Linked DNA regions of Macaca mulatta: region 2 is linked to region 1. A link is a contact called in public Hi-C data. All regions are on one chromosome and are shown on one strand. The core of a region is the stretch at or near the end of the contact, and the rest is flanking DNA. Distances in the headings are between cores, read along the strand shown. Region 1 holds the start of TEKT1 (tektin 1). Region 2 holds the start of BCL6B (BCL6B transcription repressor).

Region 1 (7,247 bases), core at 1,844-4,343:
TCTGTCTCAATGCTCTCACACCTCCTGCTCTTTTAGCAGCTGCCCTATTTGTGTCATTTGTTTACTTAAATCATTTATTATAGAGTTTCTGCATTTTTATATTCTTTTAAAAGAGATAATGTATTGTACAACTCTCAAAAGGCAGAAGATTATTCAGTAAAGTCTCCTTTCCCCTCCACATCCCAGCCATCCAGATCTCTTTCCAGCAACCAGTGTTACCAGTTTCTTATGTATCTGTCTGGAGAAATTCTATGGGTACACAAACAATTACATTCTACCATTTTCTATCATCACAATGGTAAAATATTATATGTATGATTCCTCGGAACCTTGCTTTTTTCATTTAATATATCTTGTTGGTCACGCCATATCAAAGAGATGTAAAAAAGATTTCTAATTATATATTTTACAGTAAAAAATACTCTATGACTGTTTCATAATGTATTTAACCAGTCTCCTCTTGGTGGACATTTGGGATATTTAAATTTTTTCCTACTAAGAACAACTTTGCAATGAATAACTTTTTCCACACAGTTACATCATTTTGCACATGTGCAGATGTATCTGTAGGATAAATCCCTAGATGTAGAATCGAACAGCTGTGTCAACAGCTGTGCATCTGTAATCTCCACAGAAGGCAGAGACTGTGTTTTATCTTCATCTATCCTTAGTGTCTAGCACAGGTCTTGATACTTCATAGATGTTCAATAGGTATGTGGACAAATTAATGAATGAGTGATTTCAGAGAACGAGTTCAGAGAGTGGTCAACAAATCTTTGTGGAACAAATCAATGAATGAGTTCAGAGAATGAATGAGTTCAGAGAATGAATGAGTTCAGAGAATGAATGAGTTCAGCTGGGATGATCATGAAGGGCATGGTGACTTTTGGCACCATCTCTTGTATTTCATATACTATTCTGAAAATGACATCAAAATTTAATGTTCTTCCTACTTATAACTTTCTTCTGCAGGTTTTTATTTTTTATTTATTTTTAGGTTTTTAGAGACAGGGTCTTACCATGTTGCCCAATCCGGTCTTGAACTTCTGATCTCAAGCAATCCTCCCGCCTTGGCCTCCGAAAGTGCCAAGATGACAGGTGTGAGCCACCATGCCCGGCCCTTGTGCAGCTTTTAACTTTTCTCAGAATTTGTATTTGTGTATTTTTTAACTCATAAAAATTAAAAAACATTTTAATAGACAGGGATCTGTGTCACCCAAGTTGGAGTACAGTGGTGTGATCAGAGCTCACTGCAGTCTTAAACTCCTGAGCTCAAGCCATCCCTCCCAGGCATCCCAAGTGACGGCACTTCAGGCATGCAGCATGGAGCCTGACATCGTTTATCTACTTTTTATCGATCAGAAGAGACATAATTTCAACTCCCCACGTGGTTATACTTCTGGGTTATGAATCATAGTTTGTAAAACTCCGCTTAAAGATGTTCTTCAAAACTTCTTTGGACTTTTAGTTGTAATTTGGACTGATTGCTTTTTAGTTCTACAGCTATTACACTGAGCCTTGTTTTCAGCACACAGCTGGGTCGATTCCACTATGTCTTATATCCAAATATCCAATGTCTTCTTCTTTCTGGATTTTTCACTTTTGCTCTATTTTTTTTTTCCATAAAGAATGTACAGCTCACCGTTTTGAGTACTGGCATGTCCAAAGAAGTCCTCATTTTGCTCTCATACATGAAATGCTTTGAGTGGTTGTAGAATCCCAGATTGGAAATAATTTTCTATAGAATTTTGAAGGCATTATTCTAGCATCATTTCTAGCAACCATCATTTCTAGCAACCTGTGTTAGAGATGAAACGCTTGATACCTATTCTTTCTTTTTCTCCCTGTTCTTTGAATTAAGAAATTCCACCAGAATAGGTATAAATATAAAGTTGGCCCTTCATATCCATGGATTCTACATCCTTGGATGCAATCACACGCAAATCAAAAATATTCAGGAAAAAAATTCCACAAAGTTCCAAAAAGCAAAACTTGAATTTGTTGCGCTCTGAGTGCTGTGTTGAATCCATGCGAATGAAGTGACGAGTAGGCATTGTTAGGCATTGTATTAAGTATGTATTAGACATTGTATTAGGCATTGTATTAGGTATTATATTAGGTATTAGATGTTGTATAATGTATTAGATATTGCATTGAGTATTGTATTAGACATTGTATTAGATATTGTATTAGGTACTGTATTAGGTAGTAGGCATTCTATTAGGTATTGTATTAGGTATTAGGCATTGGTTTAGGTATTGTATTATGTATTGCATTAGGCAGTGTATTAAGTATTGTATTAGACATTGTATTTGGTATTGCAGCAATCTAGAGATGATGTAAAGTATGTCTATCTAGGGATATGCATAGGTTATATACAAATACTACAGCACTTTATATAAGAGACTTGAGAATCTGCAGATTGTGGTATCTGAGAGGGATCCTGGAGCTAATCACTATATGGATTATATGTATAATCCACAGGGAGGACTATAAGTAAGGAGTGGGCGTGTGTGTGTTAATTTCAGGTGGGTCGTTAATCTTTTTTTTTTTTTTTTTTCTGGCTCTGCCGCCCAGGCTGGAGGTGCAATGGCGCAATCTCAGCTCACTGCAAGCTCCGCCTTCCAGGTTCACGCTATTCTCCTGCCTCAGCCTCCCGAGTAGCTGGGACTACAGCTGCCCACCACCATGCCTGGCTAATTTTTTGTATTTTTTAAATTAGAGACAGGGTTTCATCATGTTTTCCAGGATGGTCTCTATCTCCTGACCTCGTGATCCGCCCTCCTGGGCTTCCCAAAGTGCTGGGATTACAGGCGTGAGACACCGCGCCCGGCCTTGGGTCATTAATCTAAAGACTTGAGTCTTCAGCTCAGGTTATGTCTCTCACCTTCATAATTGTTTTGCCATTTTTTTTTCTTTCCTTCTGGAAGTCCTACTTGACAAATATTAAATCTTCTGGACCTATCCCCTCTGATTTAATTTTTCTCCCATATTTTCCATCTCCTAGTGGATGTAGAGTGACTTCTGGAGTGTTTGTCTGAAGGCGTCCTACTCACACCTACCCTCAGGGAGTGCCCTATCGGGCGTCCCACGCAGAAATAAGCCAGTGGTGGTAACAGACCTATACAAACGCTGGAGGAAACTCATTGGAGCTTACATAATCCATCAACTTGCTTTCCTGATTTTTAACCCTCAATTTCACCTGCCACTGCGAGGGCCTGGAGGCATCACTCAGCCCAACCCCACTGTATACCCGGGGAGTCCGAGACCCGGGGTACAGCGCGACCCGAGATGATTCGGCCTGCGGGAGGGCCCGGACTGGACGCAGGTCTCCTGACTCCCAGCTCGGGGCTTTGGCTGCTGTATTCTGCTTGGTGACCCGCGTCTTCGCGGTAGGTTGAGGTGGCCGCAGCATCTGGCCTTACCCTTCTCACACGCCACACTCCCGGGTCTCTGGCTCTGGAGTCCGCAGAATTTGCGCCTGCGCCAAGCCACTGAGGCAAGGCTGCTCCGGGCGGAACCCGCCCTCTTTGCCCTGGCAACGCGTCACTTGTTGTCATGGAGACCGCGATGTTTACCTCTTTGTTCTGCAAGAGCTGGAAGCTCCATTTAGGGTAAGGAGGCTCCCATCCCGAGCTTGCGAAGTGGTTCTGTGTGGCGCTGAGGTAAGTAAACCTTGACCCTATCCCACCGACCCCCACCCGCAACCCTCCCCGCCTAACCAAATCCTCATGGCGTGGGGATGAGCCCTAATTTAGGTCCCCACCTCTCTGAGGACTACTCAGACTTATCCAGGAGTCTTGGGTTAAATGCTGGGCTCCACACTCAGATAAATTTGGTAGAAGTCATAAAAGGGACTGGACTAGGAAGAAATGGAGAAACTCCATGTTGTCTGAGGGGGCTGGGTGGGCTGCGGTTCTCAGCCTGGTCAAGATCTGACTCTAGTTTCATCCTTACATATGTGAAGGCTTCAGAGATCCAGAGGCCCCTAAAAGCAGCGGCTCAGACTTTGAGGTAGAGTTGGAATTGGGGGCAGATTTCAGCCCTATCTGAGGAAGACAGTTCTCACGGTCCATCAGAGTTGTATGGAGATGAAGTGGGTAATTTTAGTGTTTCCATTGCCGACAGCTTCTGCCAGCTGGCTTCCCCTGTGTTGTTCCCCTTCCTGTCCTCTCCTTTCCTTTGTCCTGGAAGTTTTTAGATTCTTTTACGTGTTGAACAGGTTCGATACCCAGTTGTCAGTTTACACGTCACATTTCTTCTTCTTCCTCTTCCTCTTCTTCTTCTTCCTCCGCCTCCTCTTCCTCCTCCTCCTCCTTCTCCTTCTCCTCCTCCTTCTCTTTCTCCTCCTCCTCCTTCTCCTCCTCCTCCTCTTTCTCCTCCTATTCTTCCTCCTCCTCCTCCTCCTCTTCCTCTTCTTCTTCTTCTTCTTCCTCTTCCTCTTCCTCTTCTTCTTCCTCTTCTTCTCCTAGAAAACATGTCTGGGTTCATCTGTTTGGCAGAACATTACTCCACGACCTCGCAATTCTAATGTTGAGCTAAAGCAGTCAGATACAAAATAATACACACAGTATGATTCCATTTATGTTAAATTCAAAAACAGCAAAACGAATTTGTAGTGTTAAAAGTCAGGATACTGGTTACCCTGAGGGGCTTGAGGTGGAGTTGCTGGGAAGAGGTTAGAGATGCCGGTAATGCTTGTTTCTTGGTTTGGGTGCCAGCTACACAGGTGGATTCATTTTGTGTACAGATCATGATTTATTCAACTTTCCATATGTATGTCATGCTTTAATAAAAATTGACATAAAAAGGACAAATTGCTTTCATTTAATCTAAAAGAGTCTACCTCTGATCCGGACTTTGGAAACCTCAAATGGCTAAACTATTACAACCTCCGCCCAAGTTCCTGCCCTCAGAGTGGCACATTGCTAACAAGAACCAGTACCACAGAGCAGATGCCCAAAGGTCCCGATCGGAACGCCTGGTCGCAGAAAGCCAGAGGCTTGTGGATGAAATTGGAAAGACTACAAGAAAATCTCAAAGTGATGTGAACAAGAAACTAGGTAAGAAAACATGCTTGGCATATTCGCGAACATGCTAGGATGAGGCTGATGAGCTTAGCTATAGTGTCATGTTCAGGTGTGGCAACGTATTATTCTTGAGTATTAGAGAAAATCGAGTGTATTCCCCAGATTCTATGTTTAAGTTCACTGCCCTAAGATAGACACAAGGTAACCCAGTCTGATTTTCAGCCACCCATCATTCATTTATTTGTTGATTTGATGCACAGTTATTGAGCATCTATGGGCATCTATATACTACACATGAGGCATATCACAGGGAATGATCAGAATCTCTGCTTTGTAGGGGCTTTTAGCTTGAAGAGGATAAAGACAAAAAAATTAATCATCAGAATACAGTCAGCACTTCGTATCCATGGGTTCAGCCAATTGTAGGTCCAAAATACTTAGGAAAAAAACCAATAAAAGATAACAATACAACAATTAAAAATACATATAGAAACAATACAGTTCAACAACTATTTACATAGTGTTTGCATTGTATTAGGTATTATAAGTAAGCTGGAGATGATTTAAAGTATACTGGCTGGGTGTGGTAGCAGCTGCTGGGAGTCCTAGCTACTTGGAGGGCTGAGGCAGTAGGATCGCGTGAGTCCAGCAGTTAGAGCCCACCCTGGGTGATACAGCAAGACCCTGTTTCTTAAAAAAAATAGAAAAAGAAAAGAAGAAAGAAAGAGAGAAAGAGAGAAAGAAAGGAAGAAAGGAAGAAAGGAAGGAAGGAAGGAAGGGAGGGAGGGAGGGAGGGAGGGAGAGAGAGAGAGAGAGAGAGAAAGAAAGAAAGAAAGAAAGAAAGAAAGAAAGAAAGAAAGAAAAAGAAAGAAGGAAGAAAGAAGGAAAAGAGAAAAGGAAAGTACATGGGAGGATGTGCATAGGTTAAATGCAAACACTACACCATTTTGTATAAAAGACTTGAGCATCCATGGATTTTGGTATCTGTCAAGGACTCTGGAACAAATCCTCCGAGGATACCAAGGGACAATTGTATAACCAGATAGGTGCTGGGGTGGGGGAACAAAGACAGGGGTGGAGTAGACATGAAACACTGGAAAAGTTTTTCTAGAGAAGAACATTTACTTGAGTCTTAAAAGAAGAGTCATTTCCTCTTGACAATTCCTTACTTAAAACAGTACTTATTTATATTTATTTAAATTTCTTGAGACAGAGTCTCGCTGCATCACCCAGGCCAGAGTACAGTGGCACAATCTCAGCTCACTGCAATCTCTGCCTTCCAGGTTCAAGAGCTTCTCCTGCCTCAGCCTCCCGAGTAGCTGGGATTACAGACATACGCCATCACACCTGGCTAATTTTTGTATTTTCAGTACAGATGGAGTTTCACCATGTTGGCCAGGCTGGTCTTGAACTCCTGACCTCAGGTGATCCACCTGCCTCGGCCTCCCAAAGTGCTGGGATTACAGGCGCGAGCCACTGTACCTGGCCTAACACAGTATTTAAAAGGTAGTGTTCTTTAGCAAAGATCTCAGGAAAGCACATTAAAACAAAAGATAGTGTCCTTAAATAATCAAAACAAAAATAAACATAAAACAAAACAAACAACCAATATCTCATAAATGCCAAAAAGGGATTAACCAGGGGTCACCAACTCAACTATCTACAGGGACCAAGCAGGTAGCATAGGGGTTGGGTGTAAGGCATTAGGGTTTAGTAGAGACTGTGGGGACCTGGAGAACATGTGCCCCATCTAAGGAGGAAGGTGCTACTCGATTTCAACCCATTTCTTCCAAGAAAGAACATGGGCCCAGTGTTGCCTAATTGTTGGATTTTTTTTTTTTTTCAAGAAAATCTGGAAAGCTGGAATTTATTCACGTTTTCAATGTTGGTAACTGATTTAATTTATTTATAACACTGGGCCAGCTGTACAAACACATTTGTGGATCAAACCTGGTCTGAGGACTGTAGTTTCTAATTTCCAATAAACTAAACTTTCATTCAGGTCAGCAATGTTAGATGTTAGGCTCTCCTTATAGGTTGACCCTTACATTGATACCACCCTGCAGATAGGCCTGTTCTAAATAATTGTGCAAATAGATAGGTGTTAAAAATGAGAAGGCACCTGGGTGTGGTGGCTCAGGCCTATAATTCCATCACTTTGGGAGGATGAGGTGGGCAGATCACGAGGTCAGGAGATCGAGCCCATCCTGGCTAACA
Region 2 (7,247 bases), core at 3,053-5,552, 200 kb before region 1:
TATTTGCTTGGACTCTTCCGGCCACCACTCATTTCTAAGGATCCAGGGACAGCCAGGCCTGCACCTCTCAGAGGCCACCCCTCGGCAAAGCAGAGGTAATTCTAAGGCACTGGGCAGGCCAGGTTGGGTACCCACGTGGTAAGGCTTCTCTCCGGTGTGGATGCGAACGTGGCTCTTGAGGGTCTGCAGGTGGCGGAAGCGGGTTCCGCAGGTAGGGCAAGGATAGGGCTTCTCCCCCGTGTGGATCAGCACGTGCGCCCGCAGATGTGCCACCTGGGAGGGAGGAGACTTCAAGTCCTGTCTCTGAGAGGGACAGATCCCTCCCTATTGGCCCACCCCACCTCTTGTGGGTTTGCCTTGGAAGCCACTTGGAGGCTGGCTCCGTACCTGTACAAAGCGTGAGCCGCACGTCTCACACTTATAGGGCTTCTCTCCTGAATGGATGCGGCTGTGCGTTTTCAGGTTTGCTGGCCGGTTAAAACGGGCTCCGCAGATTGAGCAGTGGTAAGGCTTTTCCCCTGGAGGCAGGGAAGATGGGGGGTCAGGGACTCTGCCCTAGGACAGCTGTGGGCTGGACGGCCAGGGCCCTCTCCTCCCCTACCTGTGTGCACTGTGCGGTGACTGGCCAGGTTGCCCTTGTAGCGGAATGAAGACCGGCACAGCTGACACTTATAGGGCTTGTCTTCATCCCCAGGAACCAAGGGGTCCAGCCCCGATGAGCACCCAGCCACAGCCTCACAGTTCTGGCAGCTGAAAAATTCACTTCCTGGGAAGGGGAGTGGGTAAGGGCAACCATAGTTACTAATGAGGGCTATCTAGGTACTACTGAAACCTCAAATCACGCAGTAGCGGGCTTTCTTTTTCCCAATTTATTGTTAAGACTTCTGGGGCTGGTTCGCCTTGCTCAAGGCCAAGTAAGGAGATAGTAAGATGAGCCAGATCTGACTCCACATCCTTCTGACTTGAGTACTCAGCTAATCTCCTCTTCAATAGTAGTGGTGGTGGCCAGGCGCGGAGGCTCACGCCTGTCATCCCAGCACTTTGGGAGTCCATGGCGGTCGGATCACAAGGTCAAGAGATGGAGACCATCCTGGCCAACACGGTGAAACCCGTCTCTACTAAAAATACAAAAATTAGCCGGGCGTGGTGGTGGCGCACGCCTGTAGTCCCAGCTGCTCGGGAAGCTGAGGCAGGAGAATCGCTTGAACCTGGGACATGGAGGTTGCAGTGAGCCAAGATCACGGCACTGCGTTCCAGCCTGGCGATAGAGTGAGACTCCATCTCAAAAAAAAAAAAAAAAAAAGCAGTGGTAGGTGGAGGCCCCTGCTAGTGGGAGGAGTTTTCAGTTTCTCCTCCTTTTTTTCTTTTGTTTTTGTTTTTTTTTGTTTTTTGAGATAGGGTCTCGCTGTGTTGCCTATGTTCGAGTACAGTGGTGTGATATCGGCTCACTGCAGTCTCCACCTCCCAGGTTCAAGCGATCCTTCCACTTTAGCCTCCTGAGTAGCTGGGACTACAGGTGTGCACCACCATGCCTGGCTAATTTTTATTTTTATTTTTTGTAGAGACCAGGTCTGACTATGTTGCCCAGGCTGGCCTTGAGCTCCTGGGTTCAAGTGATCCTCCTGCGTTGGCCTCCCAAAGTGCTGGCATTACAGGCATGAGCCACCGTGCCTGGCTAAAATCTCCTCCTCACCGGCACCACTCTGAATGACAGCCTGCCAGAGAGGCCCTGACAAGCTTTGGGCTGATCATTCAGCTCCGAAAGAGGATAGGCCAGAAATTCTCAAACTTTGCTGCTCATTGGAAGCACTTGGAGAGCTTTAGAAAAATACTGATGACTCGTTCCCAGGTCCAGATATTTCAGTCTATGGAGTGTGACCTGGGCGGTGAGAGTTTAAAAGCTTCCTAGGTGATTCTAATTTGTAATAAAGTTTAGCAACCATTGGAATAGGCCTTTCTGGGGGGCTTTTTTGGCACAAACTTGCCTGGAGCAGTCATGGGAGAAAAGCCAGGAAAGAGGGTCTCTTACCCGGTAGTGGTCGAGCCCGCTCAGAGGGTGATCCAGAGGTGTCTTGAGCCTGGGATGTGAGGAGGTGGGGGGTACTGGCCGGAGCCCCACATTTGAACTGCACAGTGGCAGCAGTTGGAGAGAGCCTAGGCAGATGGCAAGGCCCAGGGGAAAGGGTTAAAAGAGATTGTATGGATGGGGGATGGGGGTTCTCTCCTGGGAAATTTGGAGCCAAAGGCCTGCCCTCTGGAGGTGAGCCAATATTGTTGACCAATGAGCCACATCCATCGTACTGCCCAAGTGCCACCCTGCTGAATAAACCTGGTCTCTGGCCAGCTTCTTAAGGTGAGCTAGTGTCTCTGAAATGCACCCCCTATTTCCCTTCATCCTTCCTCCTGACCACGAAGGCCCAATGATTCTGTCTTCTAGCTGAGGTCAGCTCTGACAAATTCTTGAGGTTCTAGACTCTGTACCTGCTCTGGGGACCAGGAATGGGTCCTTCTTCACTGCTGCTGCTGCTGGAGGCCTCATCTCCACTGGGGAGCCTGGCTTGGGGGCAAGGTTGACCAGAACTCCTCTCCCCGACTAGGCTCCCTGCTTGGGAGGTCTGAGAGTTTAGCACGATGTACTTGTACTTTTTCCAGTTGCAGGCCTTGGGGTCGGGGCTGGCTGGACTGGGGGGGCCTTGACTGCAGCTTCGAGATTCAGTAGGTGGGTCTGGGTGTCCTTCGGAGCGCCTGGGACTGCCTGGTGGAGGGGCCGTTGGGGGTGTTGGGGGTTCTGCTTCCAGGGGCCGCAGGGAGATGCCCAGAGGTTCATAGCTGGGGAAAGTGTGATGAACGTTAGTGCCATTGCCTAATCTCTGCCTCTGCCCTTAATACCTCACCCACAGAGAACGCTGAGCCGGGGTCCCTCACCTGGCCTGGATGAAGCGGTGGCATGCCTGGACCACGTGCTCCATCTGCAAATAGGTGGCGGCCGCAAGGACTGCAGGTGCAGTGGCCGGAGAGAGGCGCAGGCGGGAAGTGTACATGAAGTCCAGTAGGGGGGCGAAGCCTCTCGCTTCGGGACCCCCGGGCAGAGAGAGCACGTCCACCCCGACTCCCGCACGGCCCCGGAAAATTGAGTAAAAGAAGCCACTGGAGAGAGAGCAGATAGGTCCCTTAGGGGCTGGGGAACCAAGGGAGACACGCGCCGCTTTAGGAAGCCCCGCCCCCTGAAAAGTCCCGCCTCCTCACTATCACCCCGCCCCCAATTCTCGGACGCTCCTCCTCCTGCTTCTGAAAGACTTGGCTTCGGATTCCCTTTCAAAGGCCCTGTGGTCCCACCCCTTTCCCATTTGGCCCCGCCCCTGCCCCACCCCTCGAACCTGCAGGCTATGAGAACTGCCTTGTGTGCCCTGAGGGGTTGCCCGCCAACCAGCAGCGTGACGTCAGTGAGGATCCCGCGCAGGCGCAGCTCGTTGAGGTTGCCCAGCACGTCGGAGGAGTGGCGAGTGAACTCGCGGACGTAGCCCAGCGCTCCCTCCGGGGCGGCGGGGGAACCCATAGCGACGCAGGCCTGTAGAGGCCGTGGAAAGTGCTCTGGATCCAGGCAGTTCTAAGACGCCTTCCCTCCTCTGTTTGCCTTTTCCTTCCGTGGTGCAGCTAGAGCCAGGGCCTCCAGCCCCTAGCCCCGGCACACGCAGCCTCCCTCCTAATTCTTCTTGTTCATTATACCCTCTACGACACCCTCGCTCCCTTGCCTCTTCCAGATCCCACAGCGCTTGGAGCCAGCTGAAGGTTCCACACCGCTGCGTCGTTGGCGAGCGTGGGGAATCCCGCGCCCATCGCCCTGGGTTCGACTCCCAGTGCCCCTCCAGCACCGCCACTCCCTTCTGCCCGCCTGTGTCTCAGGTGTCCGACCCTGCCTAGAGATCTGACGGCCTGCCGTCCACACACCTCCAAACCCCAGCCGAGGCTCTCTCCCCCGAACTACGGAATTCTGCGACTCCTATCTAGTCCCCAGATCCCTAGCTTAGCCCAGTTTCTGGGGCTCAGGCTTGCTGATGGCAAGCTCCACACGAGCTCCAACCCTCTTGGGGGACCCAGGAGTCTGGCTCCCTCAGTCTCTTGTTCTTACCCCCGTCCTGCAGGGGCCCGTCTTCTCTTCTTAAGGGGGGCGGGGTCTCTCTCCCCTCTTGGCCTGGGCTCCTTTATCTGGCCGGGATGTCGGGGGCGGGGGTGGAGGTGGGGTGAACGCCTGGGTCTGTATCCTTCCTTCCTCCCTCGCTCTCCAGATGGCGAGCCCAGGGCGGGGTCTCCGTCTCGAGGGCGGGACCTCAGAAACAAGGGGTGGTCGTAACGTAGGGGGTCTTGGGTCACTGCAAGTGGACACGAGGACGGGGATATTGGAATTGGGGAGGAGGTTAGGGATATCGAGGTTGGAAATACGGGAGTCTGAGTCGTCGGAAGGCCTGGGCCAGTGAAAATTGGTGTTTTGGCTTTTGGGAGGGTTTGCCAGGAGCAAAGTGCATACGGCACCCCCTCTCCCCTTCTTGTACTGTGTTAAGGGAGAAAAGGGGGATCCCAACGAGAAAGCAGGTTTGGGCAGACGACAGTGGGCTCCTGTGGGGTCTCAGACGGGGGAGGGTGTGGTGTGAATGACAGGCTCCTGTACCCGGGCCTACAAAAAGGGGGGCTCTGGCCGGGCGGGGTAGGGAGAGGGCGGATATGATTTCTAGTCGGTTTCCTTCCATTGTCCTGCGACCGGACGGCTCCGCCAGCTGCTTCCCCTCGAGGAGGTGGGGAAAGCCCCGAGGTGGGGGTGGAGGGGCGAGAGACGCTCGGGAGACCCAGGCGTCCGGCCTATCTTGCTCCCGACTCTCTTCTGAGTCCTTGTAGGGATCCAGAGAGACGGACTCCCGCCCAAAGCCCGCTCGCTTTCCCCCAATCCCAGCTCAGGAGGGCCTCGGGCACCCGCCCGTCGGCTACGCTTGAAGGCTGGCGGGACGCCGGGGTCCAGCGCGGCAAGTAGGCAAGGCTCTGCAATGTGCGGCTCCTTCCACGAGGGGGCGGCCGAGCACTGGCCTCGCCTCGCCCCTCGTCTCCACCCGGCCGGGGGTGCGCTCAGACCCGGGCGCAGGATCCATTCGGTCTGGGCGGCTGAAACCTTTAGCCTCCTCCCGTTTGCGCGGGTTTATTTTGCACCTCTGTCTCCTAGGAGGGGACTAGGGTTGGGCGGAGGGAGCTAGAGTTAGGGGACCGAGGGGACTTTCTCCTCAGGCTGGGGTTCCTACCTGAGGTGAGAAATCGTGGGCTTCAGGAGCCAGGGGAATGGGTGCGACAAGAAGGGGGACCTGAGCCTGGGAACTCCGGGTTTCTTTTCGAATTAAGCTAGACACTGCTACCCAGATGTCTTTGGAGGTGACTTTTAATTGCACATTAATATTAAAATTGGGTGGGGTAAACAAGAGAAGGGAAAACGAGGAGAAGGGAGAGAGGGCAGGAGGGGGCTTAACAACCCTAATTTGAAGTCCCTGATCTGAGAGATGGGCATGGATCACACCCTCATATTTTGTTTCGGGAGACATTGCGGGGAGGCAAGGCAAAGCTCATTTGGAGAAGGGGTGCTAGAGCTGAATCCAGCTGCAAGGCAGAAGCTCCCCGGATTTGGGCTGGGAAGAGTGTACAGTCGGCCAGGATTGACCGGCCATGGTCCATGAGGCTAGATATCAGGCCGGGGGCCCTCGCCTTCAGACCGGAGTGTGTCTTTATTTGAATGCATGAAAGAACAGCTGAGAAACCGGGAATTGGGAAATTCAGGACGATGAGGTGACGATGAGGTGGCTTTGACATGTGAGGGTTATTTAGGTCTCTGCCCAGCCTGGAGATGAGAATTAGACTAAGGGCTCCCTTTGGCATCAGGATGGAGTATTATTTGGTCAGTTGTGGGGTGCCTGTTTATTATGGGGTGTTGATTTGATTGTGAGCACCGGTGGCTGCATTCAGCCTTTGAGGCCTATATGGTAAGTTTCAGGTATGGGGCTGACTTTGAAGCTACATTAGTTCTGCGGGTTCTGACACCCACAATTTGGAGATTGTGCTCATCTGTGTCATTTTGGACTATCAGCAGAACCAAAGTACTCATGCCGATTTGGGGGTGCAGTCTATTTTGGGGTGCCATCTACGTTTCAAGGCTCAGATTAGATTTGGGGGATAAGAAGTTCAATTTGGAGTTTTAAAAATTAGTTTGAGGTGGAACATTATAGGAAGCTGGGAGCAAGTTCGAGGCTATCTGTGATTGGGGGTCTGGGGAGGGGGGAGCAAACTTTTGTATTTGGGTCTTGTGGAAACTCATGTTCCACAAAGTGGAAAGACGTGGGGTATTCCAGTGTATCTATGGATACCCAAGAAGCTTTTTCCCTGGGGGAGAAACAAGGTGAGGGCCGCGAGGACAGGAGACTAAAGTTCTGGGGTGTCCTTATTTTGGGGGTGTTTTGTCACTCTGGATGCTTTTGGTGAAGCTAAGGGATAATCATAAGGTGAGACTGATTTGGGGGTTCACGTAATTGGGACCCTGGTTTGGGATGTCTTTTGCTTATAGTACCCTCTCACCCCAGATTTGAGAAGTTTCTTTAGTGAACCCCCAAATAAGCCCAGGATTTGAAGGGAGAAACTTGGAAAGGGTGTGGTATCTCCTTTTACTATTATGTGGCTTGAGGGAGAAGTGAGGGAGAAAAGGCGGTTTCAGGCTCTGAATCCCAATTTCTTAAGGGAACACCCCTTAGTTTGGGGGAAGTTGGAGGAAAACGGGGTGTCCCTTCACAAAGTGGACACCCCTGACGAGGGCAGTGCTGTTGGAAGTGTGGCAAGGAGGGGTGCTGGTGGGGTACAAGGAGGTGATTCTTGTACCCTGATTTTCTAGGATGAGCCCCAAACAGAAAGCAGACAGAGGACTGAGAGTGTGGGTGAGATGGGGGGGAGGGGTTCCCCACGGCAGCCGGGGCTACAGGGTAAGCCAGGCCAGCTCTTCGCGCCTGGGTCCCTTCTCTCTTCGGCTCTCCTCCCCTCTCTCCCTCCCACCGCCCACCCCCCCAACCCAAGAAAAAAAAACTGCCTGTGCAACAGCAATGGCAGATTCCAATCCTCCAGGCTTTCCTAAACCACCACGGAGACCAGCCAGGGGGGAGGGGAAGGGAGGAACGGGCTTTCCTGCTTCCTTAAGACAGGGGCAATGAGCTTGACCTCCTGGCCCCTAG

What was found. A called contact is a pair of places that touch in the nucleus more often than the background predicts.
Region 2: a contact with region 1 is called in a Hi-C map of fetal cortical plate, with 1.6 times the contacts expected there. The contact joins the promoter of BCL6B here to the promoter of TEKT1 in region 1. A contact is called at or near these places in 2 of 14 Hi-C or Micro-C datasets (fetal cortex germinal zone and fetal cortical plate).

The regions. Positions count from the first base shown.
Region 1 is chr16:8,296,325-8,303,571 of T2T-MMU8v2.0, reverse strand. TEKT1 (tektin 1) reads left to right here and starts at 3,093. Exons shown (of 8, transcript XM_015118409.3): 1 at 3,093-3,665; 2 at 4,840-5,063. The coding sequence starts at 4,874.
Region 2 is chr16:8,495,699-8,502,945 of T2T-MMU8v2.0, reverse strand. BCL6B (BCL6B transcription repressor) reads right to left here and starts at 4,302. Exons shown (of 9, transcript XM_001105202.5): 1 at 4,130-4,302; 2 at 3,378-3,568; 3 at 2,926-3,147; 4 at 2,482-2,829; 5 at 2,030-2,154; 6 at 602-766; 7 at 388-518; 8 at 136-273. The coding sequence starts at 3,556.